2 separate regions of the Gossypium hirsutum genome follow, and region 2 is linked to region 1. Evidence: chromatin contacts called from public Hi-C data. All regions are on one chromosome and are shown on one strand. The core of a region is the stretch at or near the end of the contact, and the rest is flanking DNA. Distances in the headings are between cores, read along the strand shown.

Evidence for each region. A called contact is a pair of places that touch in the nucleus more often than the background predicts.
Region 2: a contact with region 1 is called in a Hi-C map of leaf, with 2.1 times the contacts expected there. The contact joins the promoter of LOC107943250 here to the promoter of LOC107889232 in region 1. A contact is called at or near these places in 3 of 34 Hi-C or Micro-C datasets (callus and leaf).

The regions. Positions count from the first base shown.
Region 1 is chrA09:66,910,662-66,917,657 of Gossypium_hirsutum_v2.1, forward strand. LOC107889232 (protein STRICTOSIDINE SYNTHASE-LIKE 3) reads right to left here and starts at 2,411. Exons shown (of 4, transcript XM_016813587.2): 1 at 1,743-2,411; 2 at 1,219-1,494; 3 at 35-202. The coding sequence starts at 2,071.
Region 2 is chrA09:67,101,020-67,108,015 of Gossypium_hirsutum_v2.1, forward strand. It overlaps LOC107943250 (beta-glucosidase BoGH3B), which reads right to left and starts at 3,495. Exons shown (of 10, transcript XM_016876998.2): 1 at 3,368-3,495; 2 at 2,847-3,106; 3 at 2,330-2,534; 4 at 2,027-2,117; 5 at 1,792-1,937; 6 at 1,170-1,413; 7 at 980-1,084; 8 at 657-839; 9 at 291-495; 10 at 1-51. The coding sequence starts at 3,066.

The sequences.
Region 1 (6,996 bases), core at 1,161-3,660:
AGCAATATTTGAGTACATGTAGAAGCATGCAAACCTGCCCGGACATCCTTCGCAAAATATGAGAAAAGAACCATCCTTGCTCAAGGATACACCGTTTGGAAATTGGAGATTCCTGACAAGGACAGCAGTTTCCTTTGTGTAAAGATTATACTTCAGAAGCCTCCCACTATTCTCCGAAGAAAAAACTAGCTGCATGAAGTTCCTGAATGCTACATTGTCAGTGCCAATTACCAATAATCTTCATTCTACATCATGGGGTCTTTCATGTAGAGTGAAACATGATCGAAGTAACAGAAAATTTGCTCCGTTCCACTGGCAGAAGTTGCAAATATAGTCTTAAAGGTTCACATGTCAATCAATACAAGTATAACTAACTTATACCGATTTTTTATGTAGGGATTTACAGAAGATTTCAATATATCAATGATTAGAACACATAAAATTTTCAGTATACCGAGATTTCTACGTCTTCTTTCCAATAAACACTACCAGCAGTCTCAAAACTAAAATAGTAAGTTACAGTTGGAATCATTTAATTACCTTATATTTATACAAATTGACAAGGGTGGTGTCAAAATCCACAAACCATGCATGAAAAGAAATCCCATCCCTGGGTGTAAGCACAAATGCAATGCAACAGTAACTTAAATTTAAGGGGCCATCAGGCACATAAGTGATTCTCGGACATGCCGTATCATGTGACCCCCAAGGCTCATGCATGCTCATATAGACACAGCAATCAAAGAACATATATTGCATTGGGAATCAAATGATTTCCACTCATTATTAAGACAGGCACATAAGTGATTCTCGGACATGCCGTATCATGTGACCCCCAAGGCTCATGCATGCTCATATAGACACAGCAATCAAAGAACATATATTGCATTGGGAATCAAATGATTTCCACTCATTATTAAGACATAGTATAAAGGGGAAGTATCGACAAAGTCAAATAACACTTTCGTGGACAACTCTCTAGTCTTGACAGGATTTGAACATTCCTCCCCACAGCCAAAGTCAGTTCCATAGAACAGCTTTGTTGAAAAAAAAATATGACAGCATCTTTTTCATCTTATTCCATGTCGTAGAAAATAGGTGGCATTTGAATGCCTTTGTGATCTAATAAAATCTTCAATAGTTCATACGTTTTTCAAATGCACTACGAATTTCAACGACATTAGTCCACAACTTAGAAAATTATTGTCAGAAACCTACCTTCTCTGGAATTTGCTGCTGCTATCAGTAAAATATATGTTTCCTTCATCATCAATGTCAAGGTCATTGGTAAACCTCAGGGGCACCCCATCTACCTCAGTTACAAGTGGTGTTGCTAATCCGCCTTCCGGACCCACCTTGAACAACCCCAAATATGCATCAGCAATGTACAAATCACCAGTGTTCTTATCAAACCGGAGACCCAAAGGCCTGCCACAGATATGCTCATTTGGCAGGTAACTCTGTGGTGATGGCTTGGGATTACATATTTCAGACCTGAAATCCCAAATTGCACATGGTAAAATATTATAACAGTTATACTTCACACATTATTCAATCATATGACATCACTTCATGAAGGCAGCCATCCCCAAATTTTCCATAGAAACTTCTAACAAAGTACAGCTATGTAACATAAGCTAATTCTGCGCACGCACACACAGACAAAAAAAAAAACTATCACAAATGAAGGTAAAAAGAAAGAAAAAGAAAAAAAACCCATTAGCAAGAACTAGATAACTCACCTATTGCTGGAAGCATAAGCAAAATCCTTCCAGTTTTGACCATCCCAGAAGAGAACTCGACCATCAGCAACACCAGTGTAAGGACCACGACCAAGAGGGTCAAATGCCATGCTTTCAGGGCCCTGAACCTGGTTCAAGAACTTAATCTCTGACTTCTGAAGCAAATTATCCTTGTCCCTGTCTGTCGGAACCAGTTCCCATGGAGGCAAATCCACCTTGTAAGACTCAAAGTCAGGAAATTCAGAGATTGCACTGTGCTTAAAAGGGTCTATCCCACAGTATAGAGCGAGCAGCAAAAACAGTAAACCCAGAAACCCAATTGGAGTCATCGCTAGAAATTTTGAGGAAATACAGTACAAAAGCAAAGCTTGGAACAGAAAAATTATCAGTTCTTCAGCTGATGTTTAAGCCTTCAACCACACTTGGGTGTCCAAAAAGATTTCCTTTCTCTTGCAATCAAGAAAACAACCCTTTGTTTGTATGTTTTGAAGGACGGATAGAGGGTTAGGTAGATCTCATTTTTGCTGCCTCTAGTTTCTGGTCATTGGTAGATACTGAAATGAGGCAGGTGAGGTTCTTTTTTTTTTTTTTTTTCCTGTTTTAATGAGACAGGTGAGTGTTGCCGAAACCGATGTTGCAATAACCAATTACAGTTGAATGTTCAACCACGGCTCATTTGTACTCAAATAAAAATAAATAAATTACATTTGTAGTAACTAATTAATTATGATTTTTTTTTATCATTTCAGTCCCACAATTATTTATTTTGTTTATTTTTATTATCTAATTATTTTAAAATTTTAGGTGTTTTCATTTTTAACTCATCTAACTGATAATAAAAAAGATAAAATTAAATAATTAAGTGTTCATTTTTTAATTTTTATAATTAAATGACAAAAGAAATACTAATAATTAATAATTATTTTGTAACTTTTAATAATTAGATGATAAAAAAATTATAGTTACATATCTACTAATTTACACATAAAAAAAATCTAAAAATTAGTAAATCACGAACAAATAAGTGTAGTAATGTAAATTTTATTTTATAACAACAAAATTAAAATCTAATCTATCTATTTTTTTTTGTTTTAATAATCTGTCTAATTTATACATAAATAAAACCAAAAAAAAGGGTTATTAAGAGTTAATAGTTACAGTATTGGTATTTTAAAAAAAAATTAAGTCAATTCTTAGGGAAATTTGTAAACTACTTCATTTTTATTTAAATTTATTGATTTAAAAATGAATTAATTACCATGCTTTTAAATTTTTTATTAATTAGAGTTTTTTCTTTGTATTACATATTTTTTATTCTTTTTTGTTAAAGAGTAATAAAAAATCGAAAAAAAATCAATTTTGTTATTTGTTAAAGGAAATATTCCTTCACCAATTTGGAATGTCCCAAAACTCCTGACGGCAGCTATTATTGTCCGTAGGAGATAATTTTCCTTTACATATTACTCGCTAATTTTAAACAAAATAATTATTTTATTCAAAAATTTATTTCATTTATTTAAATTGAAATGTTACCCAGCTACACGATATACGATCCAGTAATATATATACTTGGGCCTTTTCTATTATTACTCGTACAGGTTTCATGGGCTGTGGCCCAATAAGCTCTTAGAAAATTTGTTTTTGACAAATGTTTGGATGATCAATGAAAAGTTTATAGGAGAATGGGTTTTTTTTTTTCATGAGTTTAAAAAATTGTAAGATTCGGTATATTATACTTTTAAGAAAGAATTAAGGTTTAAGTAGCAACGGTAATATTTTTGAAAGGGATAATCACGAATCTCAAACATAAATAATAATAAAATGGACATGAAAGATTAAAAATAAGTAGTAAGAGAGAGTCAAATGGCTGAAAATTTGGTATGACATTTATATTATAATTTAAGTTCTATATTGAACTATTGAGTTTATATCATAAGTCAATTGAATATTAATAAGTCTACTCAAAACTATTTTTATTCTTTTACAAAATAAAAAATATTAATATAAGAATTTTTATCTTTTTAATTTTTTTAATATAAAATATTTCTATAAAATATTACTATAGTGGAATTTGAAACTAAAAATACTTATGTTTGGTAGGAGTATTATTTTTTATACATATTTTAGTATATAGTTTAGCAATAAATTAATTTAATTGGTAATATTTAGCCATTCCCATGACTTATTTTTAGCAAATAGAAGAATTTTTTTTTTTGCTTATTTTGAAGAGATCTTATTTTTTTACAAGATTTTTTATTCGTCTTTCTAATTTCAAGTTTAAATTTTTAGTAACTATACTTTATTTTATGTCTAACTATTACAATACATATGTAATAAATGATTTTTTCTATTACACTAATAACCAAACGAGGCATCAACTTCAACTTAACCATTTCAACTAAAATTTAATTTGATTTCATATAAATAAATTTGTTACCTTTTTTTTTCATCCAAATTGTGGGAGTGACGTAATCTAGTAATAATAAAGTTGACTTTTAATGTCCGTATCTTTTGTCACTTTGGTTTAAATCTTTTATTTTCGTTTGGATTAATTTCACTCTCAACCTTTATTTTGAATAATTTGTTGTTTCTTTTAACGAGAATGATGGCTACACTGTTAAATTTTTAACAACACGAACATAACACTCCACACATTTTTTATTGTTAGTGTAATACTATTTTATGTTATATGTTAGGTTAACAAATAATTTAAAATTTTAAAATTTTCAAAATAAAATGTCATAAAAACTATAAAAATAGAAATTCTTAAAAGTTTCAAACAATAAAATTTTTTAAAATTTATTAAAAATCGTATTTTTTTATAAAATATAAACTTAAAAATTCTAAAAATTTAAAAAGCAAATGAAGTTGTAATATGATCCTTTTTTATTGGCAAGATAAATTTATCCTTCAACAATAAAATATTTTGTGAATTTAATCTTAAATTTAAAAAAAAAAAGTTTGCTACGACACCTTTGGTTGATGCATGCTGATAGATGAAGAAAGTTAATTCGAAAACATGGGAACATTTCATGCAATAATGATTAAAGCGTACTCAACGTATACTTGAGTTTCAGATACAAAAAGCCATTGGGTTTTTTTTTTCAGATCAAGTTGAAGCACAAGCAAGCATTCCGAGCCCTTTGATGATCCAACACTCATTTAATTTACACCCCATTAATAAGATAGGGAAAGGCTACATTCACCCACATATTACACAGTAAAAGTGAATCAGAAGTTTAAAACTGAGTTATGCAAAAGAAAATCATGTTGCAACCTGCAAGTACATGTTTCAAATTCTGCAAATGAAGTTGCCATAAGCTCATAGAATTTAACGGAATAAATTCACCAATGACTGGTTGATAAATCGAAGTAGAGGGAACAAGGCAGGGACCACAATGAGCTCAAAAGTATGCAGTGTCCTGGCCGATAAACGAGTATGGTGAGCTGCAGAAAAGCGTTAAGCAAACCAAGGATCTAGATGGTTATAAAGAGCCATAGCCCCTTGGTTGTTTGGAGAAACCCAAGTCGTACAAGGATACACTGATACAATCCAAATTCCAGAGAAAAGTTCCTTTGAACCTCATGAAGAAGATATAGAAACGAAACCGGAGGAAAGTGAAGAGGCCGAGATAATCAAAGTGGATCCAAAAGGGGACATTCATGTCCACTTGACGAAAAGTGAGAAGCTACAGGTTAAAAAGAGGTGGGAGCAGGCTTTGATAATCAAAGTGTTTGGAAGCACAGTGGGATCTCAATTCTTGATATTCAAGTCCACTTAGGCCAGGATTATTTCCTGGTTTGTTTACTTGCACGCAAAATTATGAAGTCATCAAACAAGGGTTGTGGTTCATTGGTGCAAGTGGAGACGACCTAATTTTCGAGCTTCACAAGCTTTCTCTTACCCATCGAATATTTCGATGTTGATGTACTCCAAAAATTTAGAATTGTCATAGGAAGCTTGTTAAGGATCGATAACTTCATGATGAATGAGGAAGGGGGCCGAGAAGTTTGCCCTCCGTGAATCCAAATAAATTTGGAGAAGCCTTTAAAGAAGTTCATCGACGTGGAAGGAAGGAAGCAAGCCATAGTCTATGAAGCTTTGTTTCGATCGGTTGAGGTATGGTCGGGCGCAAGGTAGATCTATGCTGGGAGAAAGGAAGTGGGGGTGCCGCCCACGGTGGAGATGGGAGAAACTAAGGAGCATTTTCTTGAGGAGACAAAGAAACAAAAATCGTGCTGACACACAAACTGACAAGTCACTGGGGATAGAGGACACATGGATGCTCGTAAGGAGGAAAACGACTTGGATAACAATTGATCCAATGGATAAAAAAACAAACAAACAAGGGGAATGTAAAAAGAGGCAGTAGCAAGTGGAAAAAGGCCAAGTTTAATGGCAAGTTTAAACGTGGTGATGCCGTGATGGGCTCTGTGATTCTAGGATAAAGACAAATGGACTAACAAGCCCTTCAATCTCCAGCTAAGTGTCAGCGATACCAATGCTGTAAGTAGCAATCCTTTGGGGCCCTCCAAAAACAAAGAGTCAATTGGGGAAGGGGTATTTGGGGAAAATTTTGACACCGTAAAGGGACTAAAGACTTCGTGAAAAAGGAGGTTTGTGTAAGGCCAACGTGTTGTACTATTTGACATTCTATTATTATTATCACATTCCGTGTTTATTTATGTGTATTAAATTAATTAATAATTAAATGTCTAAAATAGTATAATAATTCTTAAATTATTTTTAGGTATTATTGTGGGTTGGAACAACAATAATATATGAAGACTAATATAAGTCTGATTGATGCAAGATGATGTTATATGTATAAGAAATCAAGTTAATGCATGAGTATTTAGCTGCATACTTTTCGTCACTTAAGGAGCTTATACTCAAGCATTTTTATGTTATTTATTATTGTTATAAGAATTACTTAGTATTTAGCTTAAATTGAATAAAATGAGCTTTTGATGTATTTCATGACCAATTAGGTTGATTCAGGCCTGAGATAGCTTTGACAAGTTAATTAAGTGTGCAGGAAACAATTAATGCTAAGGAGTTAGTAGGTTGGATTGAATGTTGCAACATTCAGAAGTGAAAGTTGCGACATTGAAGCTGCTTTCATACTTAGATGAATTTTCAACCGACGTCTACAAGGCAAGCAATCTGGTACAAAAGTCACGACATTGAGGAAGCAAAGTCACAACATTGGGCTATAAAGTTGCAACATCCACGCCTGGAAGTAGCAACATT
Region 2 (6,996 bases), core at 2,245-4,744, 190 kb after region 1:
CTTGAGTACTTGAATCAACTGTATTTTTGACAGCCTGGAGGATAGTCGTACCTGTTTGAGAAGATTGTGTTCAGTCAAATCATAAGGGATAAGTGCATAAGGGATTCAACAAGGATTAAACAAAGCCCAACTATCTATTTTGAAATTAACAAACCCCTTAAGTTAGGAGTAGTTAATAAATAATGGCAAATTTAGAGGCAACACCACAACTTAAATGCTTTTCTGGGTCATTTTATTTGTCAACCTATTTATGTTTTTAATTGTTTCAAGTGTAAAGTCTAAAAACGTACCAGTTGTGAGATCGTTGCCACCAAGACCCTGCCATGTAATGGTCCAGCCTCCACACTGATAGCCCAAGTTATCGGCATGAGTGCCAGCAACTAGTATCTTAGTTGCTTTCTTTGGAAGGGGTAACAATGGCTTATCGGCAGACTCACCATTCTTCAGTAGGACGAGACTTTTCCTCACAGCTTCCCTTGCCAACTCCCGATGTTCCTATTCAAAGCATGCTGCCATTTAGTAAAACTATGTTTTTTTTTTTTCACCAATATGCTACCCAACATTCTGCATTGCAGATATGACTCTTTGATCCCATAAATAAGGATAATCGAAGGGCATACAAGTCCTATTATAACAACAGAATGGATTCAACATACCTGACTCCCGAGTTGGTTGACCAGGCTGTTATCAGCCATTGGATTCTCAAAGAGACCCATCACAAATTTAACCCTCAAGATTCGCTTTACAGCATCATCAATCCGGCTCATTGGAATGATATTGTTTTTAACCTGATAGGTTAGGTCATCAATAAATTCTGTGAAGTTATAAGGAACCATGACCTGCACGACACCAGAGATTTCTTTAGAAGACGAGAGAAGCTCAACTTGTCAAAGTACCATATGCAAAATAAAGATTGGTACTCCGATAGACTCAAAAAGTTTGAATAGCCTGACATATATAGTACTAAATATGGACTGACCATATCAATCCCGGCACCAACTCCAGCTTCTACAGAATATGAGTAGTTAGCATGTGGAGGAGAGGTAATCCTATCAAGACCCTGCCAATCTGATATAACGAAACCCTGAAATACACCCAAAGAAACAAGTCAAAACCAAATGGTTTATACTGATTGTAGTCAGTGGAGATAAGTTTTTAGTTTATGTTACCCTGAACTTAAGCTTGTTTTTCAAGAAGTCGGTCACAAGATCATGATTAGCATGCATCTTTTTTCCATTCCAGCTAGAATAGGATGTCATAATTGTTGCAACGCCCTTTGCAATAGAGTTAAAATATGCAGGCATGTGGATGCTGAGTAATCCGTTCCAGCTAATAACAGTATTGTTCTCGTTTATGCCTTTTGTTGTACCTCCATCTGCCACATAATGCTTAGCACAGGCTGCCACCTTGTTCCTAGAAAAAGAAATTAATTGATGATGGGAAACTCAATACTTTCTAATTCAACCAATTAAGTTATTACAATCTGAAAATGTACATTAGGAGAACCTATAAATCTTCATAACTAAGAGCAGATGACTCAATCTGATCTATCTAATAGGGTATGATACAGAAGAGTTTGGTGGACCTATTACTTTGCTTCATTATTCAAGTCTTGTTTTATATTTAGATGACTAAGTGACCCACAATGAAAGCCTGCCACATGATTACACCTAACGATGTCCAAAAGATTTAAGACAAATTTGGGACACTTGTAGTTTGGGAAATTCTCATCACAAGTAAAGTTAGTAACGCTAGCCTTTTAAGTGGTTGGTTTATAGTAAAGACTCTTACTTTCCAGCAACAAAGGGAACACCCTTTTTAGAATGGACAGGGAGGCCTCCTTGTAAACCAGTTATAATCTCAGTCATCATTTGAACAATCTTATGATCCTCACTGTAGCTTTCATAGCATCGACCCCACCTTGGGTCCCTGCAAACCTGTAGTAAAAGCAAACAAAAGAAATTAGTACACATGGTGCATGCTTTAAAATATATCGGCATTCAAGCATGTTCTAATGTTTAATTACCGCGATGCATGGAGCAAAAGCATATGGGATTCCTGTAGCTCTAACTTCGAGCGCAGTTGCTTCACCAATCCTCTTGACAAGGTTAGGATCCCTGCGGGGAAAAAAATCACCATTGCTCAACATTTCATCCACTAAATTTAGTTCCAATTAGACCGATGCGGGTTGAAAGTGAATCTTGAACTCTTAGCCACTTCATAATAAGACAAAAGATGAAAGTCTATATCTAAGGCAAAATGTAAAACCTTGAATAATTGATAAAGAAAAAATTCAATGATCATTTTTGCCTTATGATATAAGACTTGCCTAGTCACTCCAAGACCAATATTATGAGGAAAAATGGTGGCTTTGTACACATTGTTGTGACCATGAACTGCATCAATCCCGTATATCATTGGAATTCCAAGACGGGTGGATAAAGATGCCTTTTGTATCGTATTCACCATCTCAATCCAAGTTTCAGGAGTAGCTTTTTGAGCTGGCACACTCCCTCCACCACTCAGAACACTTCCTGCACAAACCATGAAACCACCTCCAATTACCACATAACTCATTTTCCTAAAAAGACAGCATTAAGCATGACAACCATTTGCATAAATAAACATAATAAAATAAAACGAAAGAGTTAGCATATTCAATGAAATTAATATTTGGCAGCTAGGGTATGAATCCACAGGTAAATGAAACTAAATAAACAAAATCATAGAGGATTGTGCATCAAACATACACTCTTGGAAGAAATTCGGCATATAAACAAAACACGAGGAAAAAACTAAAATGTGGACTTATTAAAGATTGTTAAAAGACGGATTTGGTTTTATACCAATGAAGTAGTTCTTCATCGCATCTGGGGTAGCAACAGTGCGCTCAATCTGAGTCATTTGGCCAATCTTTTCAGCCAAAGTCATCCTACGCATTAAATCTTTGATTCTAACACCCAATGGCTGTTTTGGGTCTTTGTACTTCATATAGGTTGCTTCCGTAAGAGCAGCTAAGCAGCATAGCAGTAGAAATCCCAACTTGGGTATTGAAAATTTAGCCATTTTTTTTCGAGTTCCCGGATCAAGCTTTAGCTCTGAAAGTCTGAAGGTGTAAAGAAAGTTAGACCGTATGTGAAGATTAAAATCTAGAAAGTGGCAGAAGACTATAAAAATCAAATGTGAAGGCTATCTGTTGTAAGCTAAAACTCAAGTACTCTGAAGCATTTTGATTGCTATCAGATAAGTTAAAAGGATAAACATTTTCATTTCTATCAGATAGTTAAAAGATAAAATGAGTGGAAAAATAAAATAAAACAACCCCAAAAATCAAAAACTCTAAACAAGATTGGAACTTCGAACTTACTGGAAAGCACTGCTAGCTGAGAAACTATAATACACGGAGAGTAAAAATGGGGGAAAGCGAGAGAGATGTAGAGTCGTAGTCCCAATGTAAAATGACAGTCATTTATAGAGAAATGTAATTAAAAAAATGGTCCCAACACGCTTTTTTATATTATTACTTCCCCTTTACTTCTGCTTTTCCGGTAGTCAATTTTTCCAACAAAATTTTTTTCTAGACAAATTTCAAACTTTGAAAACGCAATTCATTTTCTTTTCATGTTTTATTTTTATAAATCTCAATCGTATTTTAAAAATCACAATTTGTATTGATCTGTTTGTCGCCTCAAAACAATATTATTATTTTAAATATTGTACTAAAAAATTATGTCTTGATTACATTAAAATTACTCAAATTAGTTAAAAATATGAAAATCCAAAGAGCAAAAGAGTGTGTCACATTTTCTTTTTCTTTTTATTTAGTAAAATTTTGAAGTGCTTCACACTTCGCTTTGTTTTCACAATTCCATCACTTCAATAAGTTTGATTAAGGATCCATCTTTCCATTTGTGATTAAAGGAATTAATTCACCATATCTTTCATATTTAATTTTATTAAAATTCATTCATCTGATTTTTAAAATATTAATTAAATACTTATTCATATTCTGAAAAATATTAAACATTTAAAATATATAAAAAAAAACTTTTTGAATTCTTAAAAATAAAAATACAAAAATTAAATATTTTAAAATACAAATGTTGGTTTACATATGGTTTGAAAATTTTAGATTAAATTATTTACTGTAATGTTGTCATCAATATTAAGTCGATGTCGAGTTGACTTATGACATCAACTCAGCCAAATACATGAATAATATATACAACTAATGAAAATAGTAAAGTGTGCATAATAAAATGAAAATATATAAAAATGTCAAAAAAAGGAGTTGTAGTTAAATCACAAATTAAAGGTTTTATTAATATAATTGGTATGAGTTTAAATTTCACTATATGAATATTTTTATTAGTTTCTTTTCAAAGTAAAAAAGATTAAAATATCCTTGAATAATATTATTTATTTTAACTACGAAAGGATATTCTCGTAACTTCCTAACCGACCAACTCGGTTAGGAGTTTTAATAATAGTAAATATAGTAAATTAAAGGTTGTATTAATGTAATTGGTCTGAGTTTAAATATCAACATATATATATTAAAATAATATTATTTATTTTAATTACAGGAGGATATTTTCATAACTTTCTAATTAAATTAATAATTCGAAGAATCAATCAAAATAAAAATAAAAAATTTAAATAATAATATAAATAAACATATTTTAATTAAAAATGATTATATACTCAATTCTTGGCCATCACATTGAAAATGATAAGGTTTCATATGTTATATTGATTTTTCCCTTTTTTTTTTTTTCAAAAAATTCGGTGCGAAATTTGGAATAACACGAATGTGCGTACCTTCCTTGCAGAAGCCAACCTCTTAGAACGCGGCTTAAAGTGGGGGAAATAATTGATTTCTCACTGAAAACTTTTTAAAAAATAATCTATATTTTTATTCTTAATTACTTGGAAGTCTTATCTCTTCGGGACAACTCTAATTCATCACCGCACATAATCTAATTTTAAGTAATTACTTTTTATAAAATTAATATTTTTTATAAAAATTATGAATTTTTTCATCACATCGCGAATTGAATCATAATTAAAATAAAATATTTATGTTTAACTTTTCAGATAATATCATTCTGATACTTCTTATTTTTTTCCATTATATAATAAACATGAATTATAATAAATGAGAGAGAAATTTTTTTTATATTTTAAATATTTAAATGTGTAACATGGGCTGAACTTACAAAAATTAAATTTCTATATTTTGATTTATTTTGTATATGTTAATGATTATATTTATTTAACATAAAAATAAATAAATAAATAAAATTAAATCTAAATAAAGTTCATATGTGTATTTGTTTAGATTTAATGTTTATCTATGTAAATATTATGTTTGAACCTCGGTAAAATCAGTTATTAAAATTATTATATGGAGTAAATTAAAATGATATCAATAAACTGATATTATTGGAGATGGGAACGAGGAATAATGGAAAGGAGGAAAGGGTAAAGCGTGGAATATTTGTACATTATAGAAAACAGTGTTTTTCCTTTGAAAGAACATGAAAAGAGAGCAAAAGGGGAATTCCTAGAATATGACCGTTGTGGGAATCAACGGCTCCAATTAAATTCCAACGGGTCAATCGGGTAACTATGTAGAATGAAGCTTAGATTTGGATCTTCTTTTTATTATTTAATCTCTGTATCCTATGTTCAAATGCATGTCACTTTATTCATCTAACCTATTAACAAATTTTAATTATTTACAGTTTATTATATAATAAATATATTCCTATAAAAATTGGTGTTAAAATTTTAGTTGAAATGAGAAAGTTAAAATAGGAAAAACGATAATGTTTTGAGTTTGAATCTTATTAAGTATATTTTTTAAAATTTTACATGATTTAAATTAGAAAATATACTATCGTAATAATCAGTATTATTTAATAAAAGAGAAGTTCTCGATAATTGTTTAACTGAATTGAGATTTGATTGATGAAAGATATTAATTTTATAATTTTTTAATATAATGTAAATATTTGATTTTAAGAGATTTTAATAAAATATGAGAATAAAATTTATTGTTAGTTAGTATGATTTGAGTAAGTTAATTTTATTTTTGGACTTGTAATCGGATTCTCACTCCTAGAGTGACTTAATTGGAACATCGTAAACTTGGGTTCCTCCCTCGAATCCTAGTAAAACCCCCAGCCTATCCCTACTAACCACCCAGGGGAAGTAGCATACACATCCAGCACCTTTGCAAGTCACAAATTCAATGGAAGATAAAACCCAACCTCTAAAGAGTCCAAGGGCAAGTTAAACCTTCAGCCACCATATTCCACATTGCTCAAACGAAATCTTGAAATCAAACCCAAAATGGGGAATATGCACAACCCTATGTTCTAACATTCTTTTCCATTTCTTACGTCGTCATTGTACATTCAAACTCATGACACTATAAAAGCAAAACAATAGGCCTAGATTTTTGGCTTTCTCCTTTCTGTCATCAATTGGCTCTCTTTTCCTTTCTTTACTCTTATATGCCATTTATCTCATCAGAATTTACTACCAAAACATTTGTATAATGCTCCAAAATTTCTAGTGTCAGATTTTGTTACCGCGAAGTTTAAATGAGAATTAATTATTGTAAAATGAATTAATCTTTGAGAATTAAAAATTAATTAAGGAATTTTAGTAGTTATTGAGCTTTTAATTGGGGTATGAATTCATTTTAGTACCAAAAATGGATAGGAGAGTTTTAAGTGGTAAATGTATCAAGGGTCTTAAGGTGATTATCCCAAAGTTCTATGGAAACAAAATTCACGTCATTCCTACTTCATTGTGCTGCAGTTTCTAAAGAAAATGAGTGTTCTCTTTTGTGCTGTATTGTGAAAAGAAGGAAAAAATTCTTTGACTTTTCTCCAAAAATCATACACGAGATTATAAAAATGACAGGTGAACGTTATTCTTTCCATCTCTCATTCATTGGTGGAACAAGAAAGAGAAAATCTCTCT